Regions from separate parts of the Mus musculus genome. Here region 2 is linked to region 1. A link is a contact called in public Hi-C data. All regions are on one chromosome and are shown on one strand. The core of a region is the stretch at or near the end of the contact, and the rest is flanking DNA. Distances in the headings are between cores, read along the strand shown. Region 1 has its middle 22 kb from the start of Gm41600. Region 2 has its middle 140 kb from the start of Gm27217.

Region 1 (4,247 bases), core at 177-2,676:
ATATACTTTTCCCTCTGAAAAATATCAAAGAGTAATTTCTGGGGATATCTCCAAACCTATGCTGTCTTATAAGCAACTAAGTCCCATGCAACTATGTAAACTAATTTATCAAAACTAAGTAGCATTGAAAGTCACATGTCCAGTGGCTGAACTGATGAGTGGCTATGCATATTAAACAACTCAGATAGAGAACATTTCTGCTATTGCAGAATGTTCTGTGGGGATGTGCAATGCTTCAGCTTCCAGCCGATATTCTACACAAGGCTGGTGAGATCTCAAGCAGTATGCTCACTCAGTTCAGATTCCACTATTTAAATATAACACCTTCTTCCTTAAGCCATATCTGCTTTAGCTCAGATACAGTAGGGACTAACCCCACATACTTTCATTGACTTAGCATTTTTCTGGAGTATCTATTATTTGATTGGCATTCTGCAGAAGGATCAGGATAATAAATTCAGAGCTTTCCATATGAGTAGATCATAGACAAATGCTAGAGATACAGAAAGTGATAATATCTTTAGCATGCAGAAAGGGTAGCAACACAAGCCATTGCTGTGGGAGTAGGAGTGTCAAGAAATAGTGGCCAGTGCTACCATGCTGTTTCACCTGGTTAGTACTCTATTCTGAATAGTCCAACTGAACCAATCTGTAAGAAATTACCCCATGGGAGTTCCCCTGACAGTTGGCAATTTAGTTGCTGTCCTTGGACTTAACTCTTCTCTTTTACCCCTCCCCACTTTACAGTGTAAGATACCTTCTTGTAATCTGCCCCAGAGACGTGGAAAGTCAAATACAGACTTAGATTGGACTAGCCTCCCACTTGTCCCCAATAAATCATTTGAAATTAAGAGCACTTCCATTTGGAGTGGAGTAACGTGGGAATGCTGGAGGGCAAATGCCAGGCTGCATGGGGAAATGGAAGCCCTGGCCTACAGGCAAGGATGGAGTGTCACACTGTTCTGCATTAAGATGCCACTTTTGTTAGGAGGAGATTAAGCAATCTTTAGCCAGAGTCTACGTGTGTTGGCTTGTGGCTTTAAATAAATAATTTCTAGCTCAACATTTTCAGTCTCTCTTGTCTAGTTAGAGTTGCAAAGGGGAAAATCAAATGGCAGTGTTGTACCATCGAATTACCCCAAGGAATGATCTTAATATTTGACTTGCAAACTCTGATTAATACTGCATAGGTAATGCTTTTTATAGAAGGCACGGGTAGTGATCCACATGTTGTTTGGGGAAAGTGGAAGACAATTACACAGACAAGGAATCTGGAGTTCATCCTAGGGAATCGAAGAGCTGCACAGTGGATACCTGAGCATTCTCAAAGCCTTCTCTTGGGAGGAGGGAGCCACCAGCAGCATGGAGAAGAAGAATGATACCATTGTTTGGGGAAGGCTGTCAGGTGGGAGTATTTCCTCCATCACATCATGGTGTCTGCTTAGACTCAGGCACCAACTCTGAGGCTCATTTGCATATAAAGCATCTGGAATAAGCAAAACTAATTTGAATCTTCTTTTATAAAATGTTAGCTGGATTAAAGGATCAGGTAGCTGGTTCCTTTACAAGATTCACTGGAGGGAAGTCAGATAGAGAATGAGATAAAATCATTAGGCTGGTCCCACACTGGAAACAGTTCCCATGTAAATCCCGTCTCTAAAAAGTGTATGGGTGGGGGAGTTGCAGCTCTGTTTCATTCCCTCTAAACTCGGTGAGTTTCACAGCCCTGCACCCTTTAACTGCAGGCACACCTGCAACACTCTTATCTTACCCAAATTTCTTTGTTCTTCTGTTCTTCAGCATTACCACAAGATGTGGGAAGCCCTATAAGATGCCCTACTTTAAACACCTGTCTCTGTCACTGCCACAGTTTCTACTGGAGACCCAGAGGTAGCTTCTTGTACATCCGTATCATGATGTTGAAAAGAACTTCAGGCTGTGATAGCCATGGCATTGTTCATGTATGCAAGAGACAAGTCACTTCCAAGTTAGTCTTCAAAAATTCATAACGAGCTACAAATGCACAGCTGGGAGAAATCACAAGACTCTGTAATGAATTCCAATTCCTTCATTTAAGAGGAAAGGACACTAAAAGCGAAGGAGGTGGAGACTTCTGCAGGCATGAAATTAAAGACTGAGCCCGGCCAAGAATACAAACCTTCTTTTGTCTGGCTCATACTCTGCACTTTAGAATGGCATCTCAGTCCATTTATTTAACTTATTGACTTATTCAACAAGTCAATGCTGAGAAGCCACGAGAATCTCTGCATTCAAGCTCCAAGGGAAGACAAAGATGATGAGTTCACAGTTATTTTTTCCAAAGAGTTTATAACCAAATAAAAGAAATCACAATATGAATAGAAAAACAAGAGAAATAAAAATATGATGGGTGAGTCTGCAGTGATGGCCCAGAAGTGCCCAAGACTCAATGCTGGACTGTCTATAAGCCCAACTCCAAGGGATGCGACACTTCCTTCTAGCCTCTTGGTACCTGTATGCACATGTGCACACTCTGACATAAAACACGACTCATAATGGAAAATAAATCTTTAAAATAATGTTAGTAGCCAGAAGTAGAAGATGGACAGAGCTCTGGGGCTTATAGGACATTTTATAAAAATGAAGTAGGCTCTTAATTAGGATGCTCAGTGATTTTTAAGTACTGTTTGTGCTCATCAGACCATGCCTTTCAGAACTAAATGAATCCACTGGCCTTCCGTGGTAGGTGGTGATGTGTTTTCACCCAAGGCCTTGCTCCAACTGTCTGTACCACTGAAGGATAGTGCATAGAGATTTGGTGATTTTTTCTATTTCTTTCCACCCCTGTCACTGGTTAAATTTCCAAGATCTTCATGACCATTTTGCTAATACCACCCAAGAAGCTGAGTGTCTGAATAAGATTTATTTAATGTTTTTTTTCTGAGAATTTTTATCCTGAGTGGGTATTGGAGTTGGTTAAGTGGTTTTCCTGCTTCTGTTGAGATGATCTGATCAAATGGTTTCATTTTTTATTTTGTTAATATGACGAATTGGTGTTGACTGGTTTTTTTAATGTAAACCCCATAGAAAAGAGTAAGCTTTCCACAGCATTTTTGTTCATCATTTTCTTTTTCTCATGTCTCTTTCTTCCTTCATTGCTTCTTTTCATTTTCCTCCTTTGTTGTCCCGGACTCTCCCACCTAGTGTATGGCTTCTTTGTTACAGGGGTGGCATCTCTATGGAATATTGTCTTCCTTTTTTCCCTTCAGACATTCGGATTGTCATTTTTTTTCTGAGATCTGTTTCCTTCCTTCCTTCCTTCCTTCCTTCCTTCCTTCCTTCCTTCCTTCCTTCCTTCCTTCCTTCCTTCCTTCTCTCTCTCTCTTTCTTTTTCTTTTTTTTTTTGAGACAGGGTTTCTCTGTATAGCTCTGACTGTCCTGGAACTCACTTTTTAGACCAGGATGGCCTTGAACTCAGAAATCCACCTGCCTCTGCCTCCCAAGTGCTGAGATTAAAGGCATGCACCACCACTGCCCAGGTCCTTCCTTCCTTCTTTCCCTTCTCTCCTTTCTTTTCTTTCTTCCCTTCATCTTGAACTTGTAACCCTCTTCCCTCAGTCTCTGGAATGTTAGTATTACAGCATCTGCTACCATATGTAGCTCAAAAGTCTGGTTCTCTTACTCTCTAGGTGGATTTGAGTTGTTTCCCTATCTTTGTATCACTTAGTAAAACTCATGTTTGTCCGTATATGTATATACATGTGTATATGTTTGAGTGCATGTTTATATGGGTGTATATGTGTGTGTATCTAGTATGGTTGGAGGCAACAATTGCCCAAGTGGGCTGTGTCATCCTGATATCATTGTTCTCTCTCCTTCATGCTGTTAGAATTCATGTTAGTTTTGGGGAAGGGAGATCCCATTTGACTTTCCTCTCAGGTCTGCCTGAAGATTTTAAAAGTGGTGAAAAACAGAGTTCTTTCGATATTAGCATGCCAGTCAGTCAGAGCTTCTGTTCTTAAGAGTTTTCTCTTCCTGGACTCCTGGTTACTTCTCTTTAAATGGAGTGAAGATGTATTAGGAGGGAAAACATTAGGGGAAATGTTTAGAATTTCTTAAAGATTTCCCTTCTTATATAGTATTTTTGGGGACTTGTAGCATTAGGGAGCAGACTAGGAGAGCTCATTAAACTCCACCAATCACCAGTCTCCTTGTCATTGACTAATACTTTATTTACATACTTGCAGTGCCAGGGATTGAGCCCAGGG
Region 2 (4,237 bases), core at 324-2,823, 180 kb after region 1:
AAAGAAAGAATTCCCATGCAGGTTGTTGTTTTGTTGGGAAATCACTGTGCAGAGGAATGGCTTTTAAACCTAGCTGCTATTTTCTGATTATTTTCTTTGTTTATCAGTATCCTAGTCTAAGCAGTAACATTTGCTTTTGATTGCTAGAGACCTCGATTTTAAATTTCTTACCTTTGGCCTGATATTTATTAAATAAATGGAGCAGTTTTCTATAATTAATACATATAAAGCTATCTTTACATCAAAAGTCACAATAAAACATGACTTGGTATTTCTCAAATGATAATACATCTGTGAAAATTCAATTTGTCCACCTTTGCCTCAAAACAAGCCTTCATGTTTTACTGTTGAAGCAAATGCCAAAGAAGGGGGCCCTGGGTGCTGCCTCCTTAAGTCTAATACTATGATCATTTGGCAAATTATACAAAAGGAGAAGATGACAACATCCCAATAAATCAGGAAACTGTCAAGATTAATAATCTTAGCCGTCATCTGTTTTCCTATGAAAGCCCGACTGGCATCAAGCACGTTCCAGTTTATTCTGCCCTTCTTCTGGTTGGGAAACTGGATTTGTGCCAGCCTGGTGGCACACGACCTCCAGGAAGCCATCCTGTATGCCTTCTATCGTATTAGTCTGCATTTTGCCAGTCGCGCTGTTTCACGGGGCTGCAAGCAAGAACTCCTTAGGACACATGCGCCCTTCTCCCGTTTCTGATCAGCATTATCACTTGCTACAGACGGGAGACAATCTTGAGCTTAAAAGTCTGCATTTCTGTTTGTTTCCTTACATTCTAATATTTGCTGTTTGGTTTTAAAAGTTTTCCTCAGCTCAGACAAAGTAGAACCAATGAAAGAAATAAAATAAAGGCCCGACGTTCTATTGTCAGTACAAGGCCTTGCCTCTCTGGTTTCTGTTACTGGATGACAGACCTTTGGTTACTCAGGTATTTAAAAGCTGATCATTCAGCCATCCAAAATAGAACTGTGTCCGTGATCACATCTGTCTCTACTTTTTTGTTCAAGCCTTTTGATCAGGTTCTTACATTAAAGAGGGATTTGAGCTGGCTGAGTTCCTCGGGGAGGGGAGGGGGAAGAAAAAAAAATGATTCCAACATTTGAACAATGGTTCCCTCTTGTGGCCAGGCTTCAGGACTGCTGTTCAGGAAATCGAGAGCGGTGAAAAGTCTCTCCTGATGCTTAGACTTTTGTGCAACCTGCTGTATACCTACTGGCACCTGGTTTGGAGACCCTTCCTTCAGGTTCCAGTCACTGGTCCTATTTTTAGCATGGTGTAAGCTTTGTAGATTGAGGAGACAGCGGAACCCAGCTGTTCTGTGCTCATCATTGCTCTTATGCAGAGAAAAATCTTCCTTTGGAACAGCGTAGTGTCCGTATTTTAGGGAAAAAAAATTGAAGTTGTTAATGAGTATTTGGGGGAAAGGCTGTCTGGCTCTCATTATAGGGTTCAGAAGTGTATTTAGACTCCATAAGTCAAAGCATTCATAATCTCCTGAGGGAGCATTTCTGGTGTAGAATTAAGTCTAGACTGTGCTCATTCGTTTAGGCATTTTCATCTTTGAGGGTAAGAGCCTACAACACGACCAGTTACTCGCAGATGGGCCTCCCATGCCCCTTTCATCCATTCTCAAATAGACTTATTCGATCTGACTTCCTGATGGGACAACACTTGGTCTAATGTAGCATCTGTCAAAGCCCCCGCACAGGTCCTCACGGTGTTGAACCATGCTTAGAGTGGCGACTGCCAGAAGATGCCCCTTTAAACAGACTTTCCCCTCTTTAAGATCATATTCAATGGAGAAGTAAGCTACTGCGACATTGACAGGAATCTGCTCTTGCATACATGAGACTTTAAATATCAAGGAAAAATTGTAGCTGTCCGTGCAACAAGATGAATGCAATGTGTGTGTGTGTGTGTGTGTGTGTGTGTGTGTGTGTGTGAGTGTGTGTGTGTGTGTGTGTGTGTGTGTGTGTGTGTGTAATACAATTCTAGGTATAGAAACATTCTCTCTCAATGCTGTTCTAGGGATCCCATTTAAGGAATGAAAGCTTTTGTATTTGTCAAGGCATTTCCAGGCCACAATTCTTATTTACCTCACAGTTTGTTTGGAAGTTTTACATGGTAAACAATATTCAGGGTAGAAATGGAAGCAGTCTTGCCAATCCTGGACAACATTGTCAGTTGCCAGGAATCAAGACTACAGAGCTTTAGTAATTATTATTTTTTAATTGTACCTATGAACATGTAACGTATGTAAAACATGCGCATGCACATCTGTGCCAGGATATGTATGTTAAAGTCAGAGGACCGCTTTAGGAGTCAATTCTTCTCCCTCTGCTCTATGCATCCCGGGGACAGAATCCAGACCCTCAGTCTTAGCAGCAGACACACTGACCTACTGACCCATTTCGCAGACAAATGCAGGTGTAATTGCTCATATACTACTTTTTCTCTTGAGGGCAAACAAAGCTTTCTGATGCTCTCACATTCACTTGCAATATGAGTCATGTCAGAAGCACAGCTAGGTCAGTAGAGAATAGGGCTACTTCAGTTTAAGTTAGCCCAAACTTCAATATTAAAAAGAATGGCTTGCTTTTCTCCAAGTAGCGGACTTCAAAACAACTAAGGCTTCCTGTCATTGCTTTCAGCAGCTCCCCCTCCCTTTTCTTCACTGTTTCTTGGGAGGTGTCCTCCATGTGGTTTCTTTGTCAGGTAATAGGTGCCTGGCCGAAAGCTCCCCAAAGAGTCCATGCCCAATCCCCTGATTCCTTTCCCTTTTGTTCTGCCTGTTTGTTCAATAGAACAACCCAGGTTTGAATGGCGCATGGCTATAGCAGTTTCCCCGTAGCACATGCTTCTCAGCAGCTTGTGGACATTTAAAAAAAATTAATTAGTATCATCTGACTTCTGCAGGAAACCCATCCTCAAACCCAGTGTCTCTCTCTACTTTGCCCTTCTTATCTGTCTCTGCCTCTACCTAAGTCTCAGTCGCTATCCCTCTGTCTCTGTCTCTCTCCCTGACTCCCCCCCCCCCAAGAGATTAGCAATCTAATTCATTTGCACAAGAATAATAACCAACAAAAATCCATCTGGCTCTTCATTTTCTTTCTCTTAAAGGATCACAGAAGCCCTTGGAAGTTAGCAAAAACAAATAAGGAAAGAGGAAAAGTGTAAACTGAAGGGACCTAAGTTTTAGATGTAACAATTCATTCAAATTTTAAGTGAAATATTCAGGGCTTAGATGAATAGATAGTTTCTAGCTCTTATTTTGTCACATGGAGTTTAGAGACAGTTCAGAAACTGATTGTTTAGCCAATGATTTAATAAAGGATATTTTTAACAACAGAAAAACATGGAACAAAATCTCACGGAGAGTAAAAAAGAAGTCTTTTTTTATTGCCTTCTAAGCTTTTGGAAAATGGCAGGTTCACCTCCCTTGTGTCGTGCCTTGATGTGATTGGAGCAACTGAGCATATGTTTCTGAGCACAAGTCCACTGGAGCTCAGAGTGGCCTGTCTGTCCTTCAGGAGCTGGTCACATTCACCTCTTCTAAGAGACTTCCTTGATTTCCCATACATGCATGAACAGTGCTGTCATTAGCTCTCATTAGGCATTGTTTGATTTTCATCTGCCGTATTTTAAATTTGATTGCTTTTTTATCATGTTCCCTGTCTCCAGGTTGTAACTCCCATGGGGTCAAGAATTCTTACCACTTGCTTTTAAGCAGCACTCCACAAATGTCAATTGACCAAACAAACCCAAATCTAACAGAAAGTAGTATGATTTAAACAGGAGTTAATTTTCTCCCCCTAGACCAATAATTTCTTATGGGAATAGAGAAAGGATTAAATGTACTAAGAGGTAGAGTTGAGCTGCTTCCATCAATCAAGCTGGAGATGAAGGCAAGTCCAAAAGGAAGGCAGAACTTTCCCTGCTCATCTTTCAATCCCCCATGAAGTTTCCAGAATGTTGATGTAAGATCATAATCTTGGGTTTATATATGAAGAGAAAAGTATGCATTTCATACTGGTATTCTCTTGTCTGGCTGCTTCCGTGCTCCATCTTCTCTGTGGTGAATGAGACTCCTGATAATGTAATGATCTGAAGACGTTGGAAGTCATGGGTTTATGGTACTCTATCATTACAAAGGTGCTACAGCTTTGTCTTAGCCTTATGAATAGAAGGGACAATCAAGTCACAGAAAGATCTAAGACTGTT

Evidence for each region. Hi-C and Micro-C count contacts between places; a contact is called where the count stands out from the background.
Region 2: a contact with region 1 is called in a Hi-C map of double positive thymocytes, with 8 times the contacts expected there. The contact joins two enhancer-like sites. A contact is called at or near these places in 1 of 15 datasets of contacts at CTCF or cohesin (thymocytes), 4 of 484 Hi-C or Micro-C datasets (the P5424 cell line, double positive thymocytes and embryonic stem cells) and 3 of 115 datasets of contacts at active chromatin or transcription factors (T-cell acute lymphoblastic leukemia, double positive thymocytes and regulatory T cell precursor).

The regions. Positions count from the first base shown.
Region 1 is chr17:52,280,690-52,284,936 of GRCm38.p6, forward strand. No RefSeq gene overlaps it. Among named protein-coding and RNA genes, the nearest start is that of Gm41600, 22 kb to the right of the region's middle. Within about 2 kb of position 1,427, at least 9 of the 459 cell types and tissues checked have an H3K27ac peak or open chromatin away from gene starts, as enhancers often do. A contact at or near this core is called in the P5424 cell line, T-cell acute lymphoblastic leukemia and double positive thymocytes, where this site is marked.
Region 2 is chr17:52,460,843-52,465,079 of GRCm38.p6, forward strand. No RefSeq gene overlaps it. Among named protein-coding and RNA genes, the nearest start is that of Gm27217, 140 kb to the right of the region's middle. Within about 2 kb of position 1,574, at least 29 of the 459 cell types and tissues checked have an H3K27ac peak or open chromatin away from gene starts, as enhancers often do. A contact at or near this core is called in the P5424 cell line, T-cell acute lymphoblastic leukemia and double positive thymocytes, where this site is marked.